2 separate regions of the Mus musculus genome follow, and region 2 is linked to region 1. A link is a contact called in public HiChIP or PLAC-seq data. All regions are on one chromosome and are shown on one strand. Each heading gives the region's core, a stretch centred on a gene start, on an enhancer-like site or on the middle of the called end of the contact. The rest is flanking DNA. Distances are from core to core; before and after follow the strand shown. Region 1 has its middle 29 kb from the start of Osmr. Region 2 has its middle 13 kb from the start of Lifr.

Region 1 (4,104 bases), core at 851-3,350:
TGTGTGCTATACTTTTTATTGTATTTAACTTTACACACATTTTGTTGTGTATATTATTTTGTTTATAGGAAAAATTCAGAAACATTATACTGTTAATAATTATACATATTTGTGGAGGGTAAATTTGGCATTATTTCATTCTTTGGGGTATCAAATAACTAAAAACTACTGAACATTCACTGTGTTGGAGGTGTTAAGCATTTTCCATGCAAAAATCCTCTGAAAATTCCCTAAGATGAATTGCCTTTGCAGATAGATAAATATTGCAAAATCTTTTGCTGTAAGATCCTTGAGGCAGTAAGTTCATGTCTTCCTTCATACATTGGGACAATGACATGAAACACCATAACACGGCCATCTGATTAACAAAGATCCAGAAGTGCCCAAGATGTGTGTGTGTGTGTGTGTGGGGGGTGTCTAGGTGCTTTTGTGAGTTTTGGTTAGGTGTTGGTAGGACCCTCTGGGGTTGGTAATTTGACAATGCACACATGCTCAGTATCTCAGCAACTATACTTTGGGGGATTCACCATCTGTCCATGGATGTAAATTCCCTTTGTTGAGTAGTAGTGATCACGACAGCATTATTTGTGGTTGCAAATGACTGGAGAGAAGCTTGCATGTCTATAAGTAATGCGCAGATTATGTAAATCACTGTCAAATAAATCATTGCAACCACAAAATGGGAAAAAGCATGAGAGAGACATTGACTAACATGAGAATATCTCCAAGACATAAAACATGAATAAAGCATGCTATAAAATGCTGTAATGTACTGGTGTAATGTACTGTCTGCCACTGTGTATAACAGAAAAAGGAGGGATGTACAAACTCGGCTGGTTATTCTGTTCTGGGCTATGGAGTCCCCTCTCACCATTCTCTGACAACTGCCCATTCTAGGAGGACAAATTCCGTATACTGAATATGATGGGAATTTAAATATCAGTGGGCCTCAGCAAGCTGAAGTGCCCAAGTGAGGACACCTCAGTCTCACTTGGGAGAGAGAAGAAAGCGATCATAAGTGGGGAGGGAGGGAGGGACTTGAGAGGGATAGTGAATGGGGAGGGGGGACCTGATCTGATACTGGGTGAGGGAGAAGGACTGAAGCCTGCAACCTCAGGAAATAGGAGGTTGGGGGACCCCCCACCCAGAGTGCACCAGAGTCGTGGGAGGTGAGAGACTCCCCGGACTCACAGGGGTTGATGAGATGCCTGACAGTAGGGAGAGGGAACTTATAGAGCCCACCTCCAGCAGGAAGACAGGACATCAAGTGAGGGATGGGGCTGCCACCCACAGTCACACCTCTGACCCATAATTGTGTCTGTCTGAAAGAATTACAGGGATGGAAATGGAAAGGAGCCTGAGGAAAAGAAGGTCCAGTGACAGGCCCAAAGTGGGATCCAGCTCAAGGGGAGGTCCCAAGGCCTGACACTATTACTGAGACTATGGAGCACTCACAAAAAGTGACCTAGCATGACTGCCCTCTGAAAGACTCAACAAGCATCTGAAAGAGTCAGATGCAGATATTTGCACTCAACAATGAACAGAAGCAGCTGACCCCTGTTGTTGAGTTGGGGAAGCTGAAAGACTTTGAGGAGAAGGGCGATCCTGTAGGAGGACCAGCAATCTTAATTAGTCTGGACCCCCAAGATCTTTCAAACACTGGACCACCCAACAGACAGCATACACCAGCTGATAAGAGGTCCCCAACACACATACAGTAGAGGACGTCCAGGTCTATGTTCATTCAGAGATGATGCACCTAACCCTCAAGAGACTGGAGGCCCCAGGAAGTTTAGAGGTTAGATGGGGTGTGGGGTGTCGGCATCCCTGTGGAGACAGGGTGTGGTGGGGAGGAGGTGTGGGATGTAGAACAGTAGGAGGGTGGGAGGGGAGGGGCAGGGAATGGAATAAGGAGTGTAAAAAACGAATTACAAATAAAATAAAATTTTAAAAAATCAGTGAGCCTAAGTCAAACCGGCCTAGATGCTGCTGTAAAGTTATTTAAATATATGATTAACATTTGAATCAGTACATTCTGAGAAAAGAGAAATCACTCCTTATCCTGTGAGCGGGCCTCCTCCAATCCCTTGAAGGTTTTAAAATAACAATGAAGAACTGGGTTTCCAGTTGGTTCAGAAGAGAGTGATCCCTTTTCAGCTTGGATTGGGGGTTCCTGGCTTCTTGGAGTGACTTTGGCTCACTAAGGGTCATTGCTCACGTAGTTTGTGTTGGACAGCCTTTACTAACTAACATCTTGCCTTCTCTCTTCGACACATCCTTACGGCCATTCTCAATCTAGACCTGCCCCGACTTTCTATCCCATTGCCCTGTCAGGCCTAGAAAATTCTCCCCGCTGCCAGCTCCTACAAGTTACACTTCCATTTGTCCTGTTCACTCGTTCTTGAATCACGTATTCGTTACTCTCCCTTGAAATTGCCAGCAGATTTTCAAGTTGGTTTAATGGACATTAGAAATCTAAAAAGAAACACAATATCAGTTGCTCTTTATAGGTTTACTAAGACCTCTGAATGTCAAGAAGAAATTTAAGATTCTTCATATGTGTGTGTGTATATAGTAGTAGTAGTAGTATATTATTATTATTATTATTATTATATTATTATTATTGACTACCAATGAAGCAAAACATCTACACTTAATTGTGAGATAAGCTTGTGTTCTGCTCTAAAAAACGCCTACCCCTTCATCTCCGTGATGCTGGTGCCTAATGTGGCTGTGGTGTGTGAATACTGAGGATATGTTTAACACATGAAGTTAAGTCTCTATTAAGGGATTGCTTGCAATTATGGAGGCCTAAGGAGATTAAAAGGCGGTTGAGATCTCACCAGAGGACACGTGCTTAAAGCGGGAGCAAGGAAACATTCATCATTCCTCCAAGTCACCAGGGTAGAGATAGACTACTTATGGTACTTATCAACAGGCAAGGTCTCCAAAAAGTTTATCTCCTGTGCACTCCCCCACCCCGCCAGAGGAAACTGAATAAAAAACAGAAATGAAAAGGAAAGGACACAACTGCTCCTAGGTATGGTGGAGGAGGAAGTTTATTGTAGATACAAGGGTGAGTAGGTAGAGGCAGACACATCTGGGAGAGGCCAGAATGGGCGTGGCCAGGCTGAGCTGGACCTTGTAGGGAGAGGGGGGACAGAGAGGGAGAGGAGAGAGAGGGGAACAAAGAGGGTGGTGGGTAACCAAAATGTCTCAACTATAGAGGGAAGAGCCTCTGGGGGAAGGTTTGAGCCACCAGAATAGGAAGATAGGAAGCAAAAGATCTCATGCAAGAGAGGCATACAGGAAGTCCTTGGATTAGTGGGAAGTGAGGTGTCCTGCAAGCAGGAAGCAGGGCTACGTATTGATCCCTCTAAACAATTCCTGTCCAGCGGGCTCTAGAAGCTTCTATTTCAAGATAATGAGATTGGCAGAGCAATTAATTTCCTCCACTCTATCTAAAGAAGAGCCCCGGGGAATGTATGCAGGAATAGACTGATGGTAAATTCGCAAAGGATAAAGCAAATGAAAAAGCAAGACAGATACTAACTTCAAGGACAGAAAACATGAGGGGAAGAAGGCAACTACGCAGATGACATTTCTGAGCCTTATAGTTTCTGTGTGCCATAGTCACGTGTTTGCTAAATGACTCCACGTCATTTAGTGCTGGTTTGATAAGTGGGTGACATGTGTACTCATGGATGAGCAAGCACCATCTTTATTCAGTCTTCCCAGAGAAAAGGCCATGGTCCATGCCTAAAACAGAGTAACAGAAAACAAACAATCTAGGCCCCGCCCCAGAAATCCAGAAAAATATATCAAAGGAGATGCCCCTAACTCCTCCTCAGACACTGAAAGTTGGGGGGGCAGGGGAGGCTGCTCTTTCTCCAACATCTGCAGAGTAGGAAGAGTTCTCTGGAGAGCAGAGGCTCCCGCTCATGCAGCAGGTTGATAGTGATCAGCACATGGAGAAGCCTAAGGGGTCCCAGGCCTGGAGGGCACTGTGGGATGGGATGGGGAGGTGTCTGGGTGAAGTAGGTCTAAGAGCAAGCAAATGAGTCTGCTCATGAGTGTGTTTGTGTTTTGTTGTATGAGTCAGAG
Region 2 (3,878 bases), core at 91-2,590, 210 kb after region 1:
GGGCCTAAAATTATTTTTTGACATAGTGAAAATACAGAGCCTTTTTACTGATCATTTTTATTTAAACAATAATAAAAGAGAACTATCTTTGTAGAATTTACATTGCCTTAGGCAGTATAAGCAATCTAGAGATGTATTTAAACTGCCCAGATTTTTATACACACACACACACACACACACACACACACACACACAACTAAAGTTCTATGTCATTCTATATAAGAGATTTAGGATTGATAGGGGGTCTAGGAACCAATTCATCTTAGATACCAAGAGGTGAAGGTCTACATTTTTGTTGGGCATATATTTCTAAGGCAGAAAGACACAGGCTGTCTTGATAAGATGAAAAAATAAATTATTACAGGTAGTAATAAAACAATATATATACACACACACACACTCATATAATGAAAATGAAGGTTTGAATAGATTCAAGAATAAAAGGCAACATCAGAGTTAGGGATGGGAAGGGCTGTCACTGAGGGTAGAGATGGGTATAGCTTAAGCTGAGTGAAGTTTAAGCTAAGGAGAATGATGGAGGGGTACACATGGAGGTTGTAGAAACTACTATGTGTAATGGGGTAGTGGTGGGGATAGAAGGCTATACTGATAGAAGGCCAGCTATGTCCTTAGGAAAAGGGTACAGCTCAGTTTGGATGATTGATGGGCCCAGTGCCATCACTTTCCCCCAGAATTGGGAAAATATGAGCTTACGTCTTCCTCTGCCAATCATGACTGTGCAACAGAATGCGTCATGTGACAGCTCAGAGCCTGAACTTGAACTTTACATCACAGGAAAGCCCAGGCTGTTACACAGCGTAAATCTACTCATTTATGTATAGACTGACTAAGTGCCTACGTGAAGGGCCCTGGAGGAAACAAAAGGGAAATGCTCTTGTCCAGTTGGTCCTTCAGCATGATTTGACTGAGGAAGAGCACAGAAAAGGAGGAACACTTGATTCTAAAGATGATGAAGGCCTGAGGGACCTGGGAGGAATTCCCGAAGCCAATAGTTTGGAGTCAGGACAAAGAGTAGGTGGGTGGGGAGAGATTCCAGGAAATGAAACAACTTCACGGAATCCTGGGCAGGATGAGGAGTTCAGAATGTGTGAGGAAAGAGAGACGTGATAGTCACAGGTAGTGACAGCAATTCTAACCCCACAGCTGTGGAGAGAGGGGGCTCCTGAGGCCATCTTAGCAGAATCAGTGAGCTGTGGTTTCAAAGAAAGACCCTGTCTCAAAAATAAGGTGGCCAGCAATGAAGGAAACAGTGGTTGGAACTGTGTGAAGCAGAGTAGCAATGACTTGAGAGCTCTGAGCTAAGGCACTCTGTCTTGATTACCTTGTAAGCACTTTAAGTGGAAGATGGGTAAGCAGAACAATAGAGGCTTTGTGAATTTGCATTTCCATGTCCAAGAATGCATTCATTTACATATGCAAATAACAGGACCGCGGACTCCGGAGGAACTTCTGTAATGTTTGACACTATTTCATTGTAACTATTGAATGGATGAAGCTATCAACCGGAACCTACACAATTAATAGATCTTGGAAAAATAAGTTGTCTGACACTAACTCCCTTTACACGTTTTTTGCTAGGCCTCCCTTCTAGAAACAATAGCTAATATTGGCTGGTGGCTGACTGCACACAGTAGTGTGGTCTTAAGTGCTATGCTAGAGGCATAGTCTCCCATTTAATTGTCACAACTATGACCCAGAGATAAAGCCTAAGGTTATCCCCAGTGTTTTGATGCAGATTGCATACTAGAAAGTCTCCTGCTCTCCTGACCTGGGATTACCCAGTTAGTAAGCAGAAGTAAGATTCCTCCTTGGGCACAGATTCTAGCTCACAAATTCTCATTGACTCCTTTTCCAAAAACAAGGTCACCAACAACACAAACATCTGGCTTGTCTGAATGGGGAAATCAGTTGTGCATTACACATTAATCTCTCGTGAGTTGGTCTGTATGACTCCATTCTCTAGGGCTCCATTCTCTTCCAGTGAACTAATAAAATAATCCAAACTGCAAAGCCAGCTGTGTGTGGATCAAGGGCTAGACCACAAGGAGGATGGTGGGAGAGGAGGTTAGAAAGGAAGCAGAAGCTAAACTGTGCAGATCTTGAGTGTGTAGACATACTGAATTGTTTCCTAATGCAAAAAGTAGACCTGCTTAGAAAGTGACACTGGGGTGATACTTTTAATAGTGATTATTGAGTACCTATAAGAGTCTTACATAAATGGTTTGAATAATTTGTTCTCTTTAATAATACAAAAAGATAAAGGAGGCTTAAGCTATAGCAATTAAATAATGTGTTAGTAAATAACACAATCCTTTGTTTATGCACAGAATTGAACGTAGTCCGAGGTATTCCAGGGCCAAGCCCTGCAGGCCCAGAGTGATTGACTTTGGCATGTCAAAAGCTTTGTCTTCATTTTGAGATGTTAAAGTTTTAGGTCAGGAAACACAATAGCAGGCTTCAGTTAAGTGACTTTGACCTTGTCGAAAGCTCTGTCTCCCTTTTGAGATGTTAAAAGTTTCAGGAAAAGAAGCACACTAAAAGAAATCTGGGTGCTGTGTCCACCCCCAAACTTTCCAGAGTTGTTTCAAGGAGACATTGTTTCCCACCTAACACTAGCAAATCATTGTTTAATATTTCCACTCATACATTAAAATTATATCATAACATAATACTGTGCTAAAAAATTCATGATGCCTCATATTTGACCCTGAACTGTGTATAACTCAACTCCTAGGGCAAAAGAGAGGGAGATTGGAGCGTATTATTTGTTTCCTGAGAACATTCCTCACGTCATGGTAACTGGCTATGGATATGGTCAGTAGGCTCTGAACCCGATCACTGATTTTGTGACTAACTATATTTAATACTTATCCTTTGAAGATCATGTCCTAGTCTGAACCCATGTTCTGAAGTGACTTGAACTCGAACAACTTAGATACACAGCAGCTATAAATGTGGCCCATTCAGAAAGCACCAGGGCTCATTCATTTAAAGCTTCTGATTCTTAGTTCACAGTATGATGCATAAAAGATAATTTAATTAAATATCTTTTGAGTGAATTATTAAAGGTATAATTGCATAGATAATTGTGGTAATTATTTATCCTCATGAAAAAGTTAATTATAAGACAAAGAAGATGTTATACCAAATCAAGATAAATTTTAAGGATAACAATGTCTTAGACATAAACAAAATTCTTTTTTTTTTCTTTTTGTTCTGACAAGATTTAACAAGTTAGGTCTATTTTGGTCCAAATTATACATACTGAAGGAAATAGCATCTTTTGGCTGAAATGGATAATGTTATTGAGTAATTTTGTCCTTCAAGAACTTGGATAAGTTAGTGAGAATTAGGCAAGTCACTTAATCTCCTTGTTTTCTTGTCCCCTGGACTAAGAAATCTCTAGGGTTGTTTTCAGTTTGCAAGTGTCTGTGAACCTATTCATTTTTAAATATGATGCTTTGTGCTTTTCAAAAAATTTCCACATTGGAAAACTGCATAATCTTCATTATAAACCCAGGTCTCAGTCCAGACTGAAAGGGCCCCAGGAAAGCACAGATTCCAGAGTGTTTTGCAAGAATATCTTCGCTCATTAAAGAATGTTCCTGAGAGAAAACAAGAGCCCTGTGAGCAGATTTCCCCACAGAGCAGCTGTGAAAGAGCCCTTCATTGAGGCTATGAATCTCATCAACAACAGTACTCAGGGTGAGACCGTGGGCGGGCCCTTTACATAACTAACGTTACACCTTTAGTAATCTCTAGGTATATAGCCATGCTCCAACGCTTGTCTGTATGCTTATGAAGGGCAGCTACTACTCCTAGTATTTACTTAGACTAATCCGTTTTATACCAACTAT

The links. HiChIP or PLAC-seq counts read pairs in DNA pulled down with a chosen protein or histone mark.
Region 2: an H3K27ac HiChIP or PLAC-seq map of embryonic stem cells shows a contact between it and region 1, with 4 times the contacts expected there. The contact joins two enhancer-like sites. A contact is called at or near these places in 21 of 39 promoter capture datasets (the 3T3-L1 cell line, 3T3-L1-derived adipocytes, the C10 cell line and 12 more), 1 of 15 datasets of contacts at CTCF or cohesin (the NIH/3T3 cell line), 35 of 484 Hi-C or Micro-C datasets (the 3T3-L1 cell line, 3T3-L1-derived adipocytes, Sertoli cells and 22 more), 26 of 115 datasets of contacts at active chromatin or transcription factors (cardiomyocytes, craniofacial prominence, embryonic basal ganglia and 10 more) and 5 of 9 other capture datasets (adipose tissue, embryonic stem cells, liver and 2 more).

What each region holds. Positions count from the first base shown.
Region 1 is chr15:6,901,646-6,905,749 of GRCm38.p6, forward strand. No RefSeq gene overlaps it. Among named protein-coding and RNA genes, the nearest start is that of Osmr, 29 kb to the left of the region's middle. Within about 2 kb of position 2,101, at least 4 of the 459 cell types and tissues checked have an H3K27ac peak or open chromatin away from gene starts, as enhancers often do. A contact at or near this core is called in embryonic stem cells, where this site is marked.
Region 2 is chr15:7,114,466-7,118,343 of GRCm38.p6, forward strand. It overlaps a transcript of Lifr not described here. Among named protein-coding and RNA genes, the nearest start is that of Lifr, 13 kb to the right of the region's middle. Within about 2 kb of position 1,341, at least 61 of the 459 cell types and tissues checked have an H3K27ac peak or open chromatin away from gene starts, as enhancers often do. A contact at or near this core is called in embryonic stem cells, where this site is marked.